2 separate regions of the Hordeum vulgare genome follow, and region 1 is linked to region 2. The links are chromatin contacts, called in public Hi-C maps. All regions are on one chromosome and are shown on one strand. Each heading gives the region's core, a stretch centred on a gene start, on an enhancer-like site or on the middle of the called end of the contact. The rest is flanking DNA. Distances are from core to core; before and after follow the strand shown. Region 1 holds the start of LOC123440786 (laccase-19). Region 2 holds the start of LOC123440785 (flowering-promoting factor 1-like protein 2).

Region 1 (3,476 bases), core at 408-2,907, 230 kb before region 2:
GCCCACTTGTCCGGCCGTCGTAGTACCTCTCGAGGAGCGACGCGTTGGTGGGGTGGCGGAAGGAGACGTTGTTCATGGTGGCCACCACGATGGTCTCGGGGCTCCGCCCACGCTCGCACGTCTTGTTGGTGCCGCGGCAGATGGAGCCGAGGCCGAGCGCGAAGAAGAGGCGCTCGTCGACGTGCATGGGGACGCGGTGGCGGTCCGGGTGGGCGAGGCCGGTGAGGTTGCTGTGGAAGTAGTAGGACGGCATGGTGTTATGCTGGCTGGGCATGAGCGGCGTCGGCACCGGCAGCCCGTTGTTGGTCTTGTTCCGGGAGGATCCGGCGTAGCGGACGAGGCCGCGGGACACGAACCCCGGGATCTGCGGGTCGGGCTCCGGCGGCTGGTTTGCGAGCGCCACCATGTGGTAGTGCGCCGGCGGGGCGTCAGCTGCCATGAGCACGTCGATGGCCTCCCCTGGGGCGACGGACACCATGTCCGTCTTGTACGGCGTCAGGTAGTAGCCGTCGGCGCCCACCACCGTGAACGTGTGGCCTGCGACCTTGAAGTAGTACTCGGAGAAGAGCGCCGTGTTGACGATCCGCAGCAGGTATGTCTCCCCGCGCACCACGTCCAGGACGAAGCTCTCCTCCGGCTTGCCGGAGCAGTTGCTGAGGTCGCCGAGCTTACCGTTGATGGTGGCCGACAGCGGGTTGTCGTCGAAGTTGCCGTCATGCATCCTCCGGTCGAGCTCGACGAGGTCGAGCTCCCACCACTCGCCGATGATGATGGGCACGTCCTTGGCGGGCGTCGGGAACGGGTACTTGCCGGCCTTGGGGCGGATGATGAAGGCGCCGGCAACGGTGGCGCGGAGGCAGGTGACGTGGGCGTGCCACCACAGCGTGCCGACCTGGCCGGTGACGTTGAAGCGGTAGACGTGCTCGCCGCCGGGAGGGATGGGGCATTCGGTGACGAAGCCGGCGCCATCGGACCAGCAGCTCATGATTTGCCGGACGCCGTGCCAGTGGATGGTGAGACCATGAGGGAGACGGTTGACGACGTGGACCACAACCGTGTCGCCGTCGGTCACGTCGATGGTCGGGCCAGGGAGCTGCCCGTTCACCACGTAAATCTTGGTCGTGTTGCACAGGTGCGTCTGGTTCATCTCGTGCACCTGAAAACCATTAATGCATATATATATATTAGTCAAACATACGCCAACTGATTACTCAACACTTAACCACTCCTATATAAAATAATCAACAGGCTATAGATATATATACGGTAGTCAAATACAGTATACGTAAGTGATTAGTCAACAGTTAACTAATCAAGAAACTTGATAGCTAGTGACAGTTGGTAAAAAAAAAACCACACAAGCAAGTTTACTATCGTCACGACTTGGATAAATCGATAGTAAACCTACCGAGAAGTTGTCGATCAAGAACATGCCTTGATGAAATAGATAGATAGATAGATAGATAGGTATTGTATACTCACCACAAAGGTGTGTTCCACGACGGCCGCCTCGCCGCCGGCCGCCGCTGCCAGAGCCGCAAGGACCAAGGCGCAGAACAGGGCTGCCGCCATGGAGAGCTTCTCCATGCTTTCTTGCTCTGCAAACGCAGTGCTATGCCACTCTCGATGGGTAGTTAACTCGCTGCTCAATGGAAGGGTGGTTTGCTAAGCCTGTGTTGTGGCCTATTTATACACTCGAGGGACAAGGCGCCGGAATCCTACGGCCGTTTGCAATCGTTGACTTGACCAGGCTAATCAAACCAAGCGACATGAAATACCATGTTGATATCATGGATCGTGGCACCAGCTAGAGGAGAGGCTTCATAGGAAGACCGTGATGTGAAGGGAGGTTACAGATTAGCATCATTGAAGTGGCCACCTAACATTTCGCCATGAGCAGTTAGTTAGTTAGTTTACTACAAGTACTTGATAATCCAGAGAATGACAAGTCAATCGCGGCTATGTAACTAAGCTAGCTAGAGCCTAGGCGACGAGCCGGCGTGAGAAAGTGCAGTGCGCACTGAGTTATCGCGGGTTCAAAAGACGTTCACGACATCAAATCCCGTTCTATCTTTGCATCCGAGCTCAAATGAGGTCAGGTGAACAGTAAATTCGACATAATATTTTTAAAAAGTTTTTAAAAAACCTAATTTTCTTTTAACAAAGTTTGACAAATGTTTTAAGTGCTCGTAAAATTTCATCATGAAATCACATTTTTGAAAGTTGTGATAAAAAAATAAAATCAAAACTCTAAAAATGCTACTTTCAAAAGCATTTTGGAGCACTTGTTTTTTGCCACCACTTTAAAAAATATGATTTTAAATTAAAATTTTGCAAGCTATTAAAACATTTCTCAAAATTTTCTGTAAAAAAAATCAGTCTTTTCTAAACATTTTTCAAATATTTTCTGAATTTACTGTTCATCCAAGCTCATTTGAGCTCGCGTGTAGAACATCACTTTCCCTGTATAACTTCTATCTCAGGTCAAATAGTGCAAAGTTTGATCAAACTTGTTAAAAAAAAACTACCAACAGCTACAGTATCTAGTATATAAATAAGTGTGTCTAGGGCCCATCTAAATGTAACATAGTTCTTACATATCTAAATGATTGAATCAAACATGAAAAGAAAACACCAATACAAATCTTCGTGCAAGATTAATGATATAGGTCTTAGATTTTTTTGGAAAATGAGGTTAAAATCCCCGACCTCTGCATCAATCGATGCATACAACCATCTTTATTTATTATTCAACATTGTTCTAACAGGAACATACATCAAGCCACCGGAATCCACCTCTCACACCTATAAAACTGGATAATATGGAGTGCTCTCACTCCTCATGTCTAAAACCGATGCTTTCGCTGATCCATCAACATAATATCAGATCTGACCGGAGGCGCCGCCGACCAGTCAACCATGGACACATCTCCTCCTGATCTGCCCTCCCCACAAAGCCGCCGGAGCAGCACCGTACCGCCGAGAAAGGCGAAGACCGAAGGGCGATCTCGCACCGTCGGTCCCTCCAGACCGTGGGGCTGCAACCTAGACCCCGCCGTCCCCATCACCGACGGTGCCCGGGCTTAGGCGGTGCACGTCTCTGGTGACGACGAGGTGGAGGAGAGGAGTGAGAGAACTTAGATGTGTGATATTTATCTCATATATGTGGTTTACCAGAACTGTACAAAAATATTTTTTATTATGTATTTTTTGATTAATTATGTATTCAATGATATATTTTATTATAGTTGCTAATAAATTTTTCTATAAATTTGATCAAACATTGCATCGTTTCACTTGGGACAATTTTTTAGGAAGTTCTTCTAGAGAGGGAGGGAGTATATATATTTTTAAGTAACCTATAGTTAGGCGTCCATGAAGGGGCATCAGCACGGGAATCGGTCGCCCGTAGCTGTTAGCTGCAAGACCTAGGTTACGCAAGGTGTGAACTAATGGTATTCTCCTTAATCAAATCG
Region 2 (3,356 bases), core at 434-2,933:
CCTCATCGACACCTTCATGGGGCCTCCATTTATCATCATCCTTCGACGCATCATAGCAATGGGGCAAGGTAAATGGTATCCCTTTCTTGATCTTTCCTTTCTTGCTCTTCTTCTCCTCTCCTTGAAATAAGTTTTGTGCAATAGTGAGCTACCAACAAAAGAACAAGTTAGCACTTGAAGCACCAAATAAGAAGCATGAACATGGAAGAATCATGAAAGAAATGTCACTTACCCTATCTCGGTCATTACTGCCACTTGGGTTAAGCGTGTCAACCGCCTTAAGTGCGGCCGCCCACTTTTCACAATCTTTGTTGATTGTCGACCGCCGGGAGCGAAGAGATCTTTTCGTGCTGTCAATTCCACTTTTGTTTTATAAATCAAAGTGCTCCTTTATCCGGATCCAATATGCATCTCTACTTTGGTCCCCTCCAACAGTGGCATCCCTAGACACTTTCAACCATGTATTGCATAGCAAGACGTATTCATCCATGGTGTAGTTGCCCGCTCTTTCTTTCGGTGCATCCACGATACCCTCACCATCCTCGTCCACCTCAAACTCATGATCATCTAAATGCACATCATTGGTTTGAGACCAATGAAAATTGTTGGAGCCAACAACCATAGTAGTCATGTATGTCTCATCACTGAAACTACAAAGTATATATAACAAACAAATATATATATAAGCTATCTGTTTATATCTATTCATGTAAAAAACAACAACGAAAAAAAGTGGGTGAAAACATACCTTGTGGGCATTCCATTGAACACGTTGTAAGCATTGGCCGCCGGCGGTATAAACAAGCTCGCCGGCGCTTCGGTTGCCGCCGCATTCGTCGCACAACGTGTAAGTTTCTTCTTCGGCGGTCTACTGGAGCTATCCGTCGCCTTGTTCTTCTTTTTGGACACCTTCTTGCCGGTCTTCTTCACCGTGAGCACATTTGGAAGCTTCGAGAGGGGGGCAAGTGTCACGAAGGGCGCCGGCGCGTCGCCACCCGCCGAGGTCGTCCGTGGCGCTATGAAAAGGATGCACGCGACACCAGTGCTCGGAGGAGCTCCGACGGAGACGGGCCCAAAGCTCGCCGGGCTAGGGTTTGCGGCGACACTTGCGGCAGCGGCGACGGCGGCTGAGGGATCACGGGCGTCAGAGGGGGTGAGAGGGATGTCGGCGCGGCTGTCTATCAGGCGGTTTTGACGGCGGCGGTGCGGGCGGGGCGAAGGCGCGGAGCGGGAGCGGAGTGGCAGCGCGGGCGTCCGAGTGTGCAGCGCGGTAGCGGGCGCACGAAATATGTGGCGCGATATGCCGTTTCACCGTGCGCGCTGAATCGTTTAAGCCGTAGACGCATTTTTTACGCATCCGATGGAGCATCCGGAGCAGCTGCGCACGCGCAATAAACTCGTTTTTTTAGCACTGTGCTTATATAGCGCGGTTGTTGGAGATGCTTTTATAACTATACAAACAGGTTGCTTTGCTCCTCATCATTGTTTACTGGTAGATCTTATCTCTATCCGATAAAGATCACGTAACTAGAAAGAAAAATCGAGCAATCTCTCGCTCAGAGTGAATAAACGCGGTGGGCCAGGCCCCCGTGCGTTCTCGCCATCGAGACAGAGAACGTACGTACGTATCATGCAGTGCACCGCTCGCCGGCCGCCTCTATTTATATCCTCCCACGCCCCCATCCTTTTCCTTCCACATCGATCCCAGCCTCAACAACCACCAAAGTACACACACCACACTAATCAAGTACACACATCCAGGCCAATAAGCCACGCCCAGAGAAAGATAACCACATCACACCTAGCTAGCTAGCGTCGTCATGTCCGGCGTGTGGGTGTTCCGCAACGGGGTGGTGAAGCTGGTGGAGAACCACCCGGCGTCGGCGGCGGGACCGCCGGGCGGCGGCGCGGTCCGGCGCAAGGCGCTGCTCCACACGCCCACGGGGGAGGTGGTCGCCTCCTACGCCTCGCTGGAGCGCAAGCTCGTCGCGCTCGGCTGGGAGCGCTACTACGCCGGCGGGGGCGGCGCCGCCGGCGACTGCATGCTCAGGTTCCACAAGCGCTCCTCCGTCGACCTCATCTCCCTCCCCAAGGACTTCGGCCAGTTCAGCTCCGTCCACATGTACGACGTCGTCATCAAGAACCGCGACGCCTTCCGCGTCATCGACGTCTAGCCTACTAAGCCTAGCTCGCGCAGCTGGCTGATCCGGCCATTCGATCGAAGCAAGCGCAGCTAGCTCGTGCGCGCCGGCGGCCGCCACCGTCGCACCCATGTCGCCTTCGATCTCCGCTGCTGGTTAACTTGTGTATGTGTGTGTTTGTACGTGCCCTGCACGTATATACGTGTGTATGTATATGTACGTGGTGTATTGGCGTATATATAGTTATGCATTATGCATGCTGCGTGTGCATCATGGTTAATTAATTCGTGTATTACTTGGTCCAAAAAAAATTTAACTCGTGTATTATTAGGCAATCTTTTTTTTTTGCGGGTGTGTTATTAGGCTATCGATAGACGAAAGTATTTTGAAAAATTGCGAGTACAAATTTGTTGTGGCTATAAGATAATCTACTATTTTTTAGAAAAGAAGGCCTTGCCCCGGCCTCTGCATCGAGGGATGCATACAGCCATATATTAATCAAACTAAGTATTCAGAAAGTACAGAGTATACAAAAAGGAAAAAAAGATACATGGCGAACATCGCGCCGCAGCCTGGAGTGGCTGAAAGATCAAGATGACTAAACACCTATCTTATTAATATGTCGTCATCCAAACCGGTTGAAGATACCCTGTGCTACCATCTCCCAGCGGGCACACCCAGTAACCATAAGCTCCCTGGCTGCCACAGGAGCTAGTAACGACCATGTGCGGATCAGTGCGGTAATTCGGTAGATAACCTGCAAGAATTGGATATCACGAGCTATGTTAAAAACCAAATCATTTCTGCTATTCCATAAAGCCCAAAGAAGAGCACATGCTCCGACATGAATAGATTTAGCCAATTGAACATAAATTCCTTGTAACCACGTTCCAAATAACGAGTTCAAGTTAACAGGAGGAGCGATGTTAAAAGCAATATGAATTGAACGCCAAACAAGTTTAGCCAAAAGACAGTCGAGAAAGAGGTGTTGAATACTTTCTAGGCTTGGACAGAAAGAACATCTGGAACTTCCTTTCCAATTTCGTTTGGCCAAATTATCCTTAGTTAAAATAACTCCCTTGTGAACAAACCACAAGAAAACTTTAATTCTAAGAGGAACCCTAACCTTCCAAATATGTATTGATTTTGGAATTGGGACTGAATCAATGAGATCAGAATACATGGATTTAACCGTAAACAGCCCATTTGGTGTTA

Evidence for each region. A called contact is a pair of places that touch in the nucleus more often than the background predicts.
Region 1: a Hi-C map of leaf shows a contact between it and region 2, with 2.7 times the contacts expected there. The contact joins the promoter of LOC123440786 here to the promoter of LOC123440785 in region 2. A contact is called at or near these places in 2 of 6 Hi-C or Micro-C datasets (both in leaf).

The regions. Positions count from the first base shown.
Region 1 is chr3H:583,485,657-583,489,132 of MorexV3_pseudomolecules_assembly, reverse strand. It overlaps LOC123440786 (laccase-19), which reads right to left and starts at 1,657. Exons shown (of 2, transcript XM_045117333.1): 1 at 1,483-1,657; 2 at 1-1,156. The coding sequence starts at 1,587.
Region 2 is chr3H:583,252,910-583,256,265 of MorexV3_pseudomolecules_assembly, reverse strand. It overlaps LOC123440785 (flowering-promoting factor 1-like protein 2), which reads left to right and starts at 1,683. Exons shown (of 1, transcript XM_045117332.1): 1 at 1,683-2,425. The coding sequence starts at 1,821. The coding sequence ends at 2,174.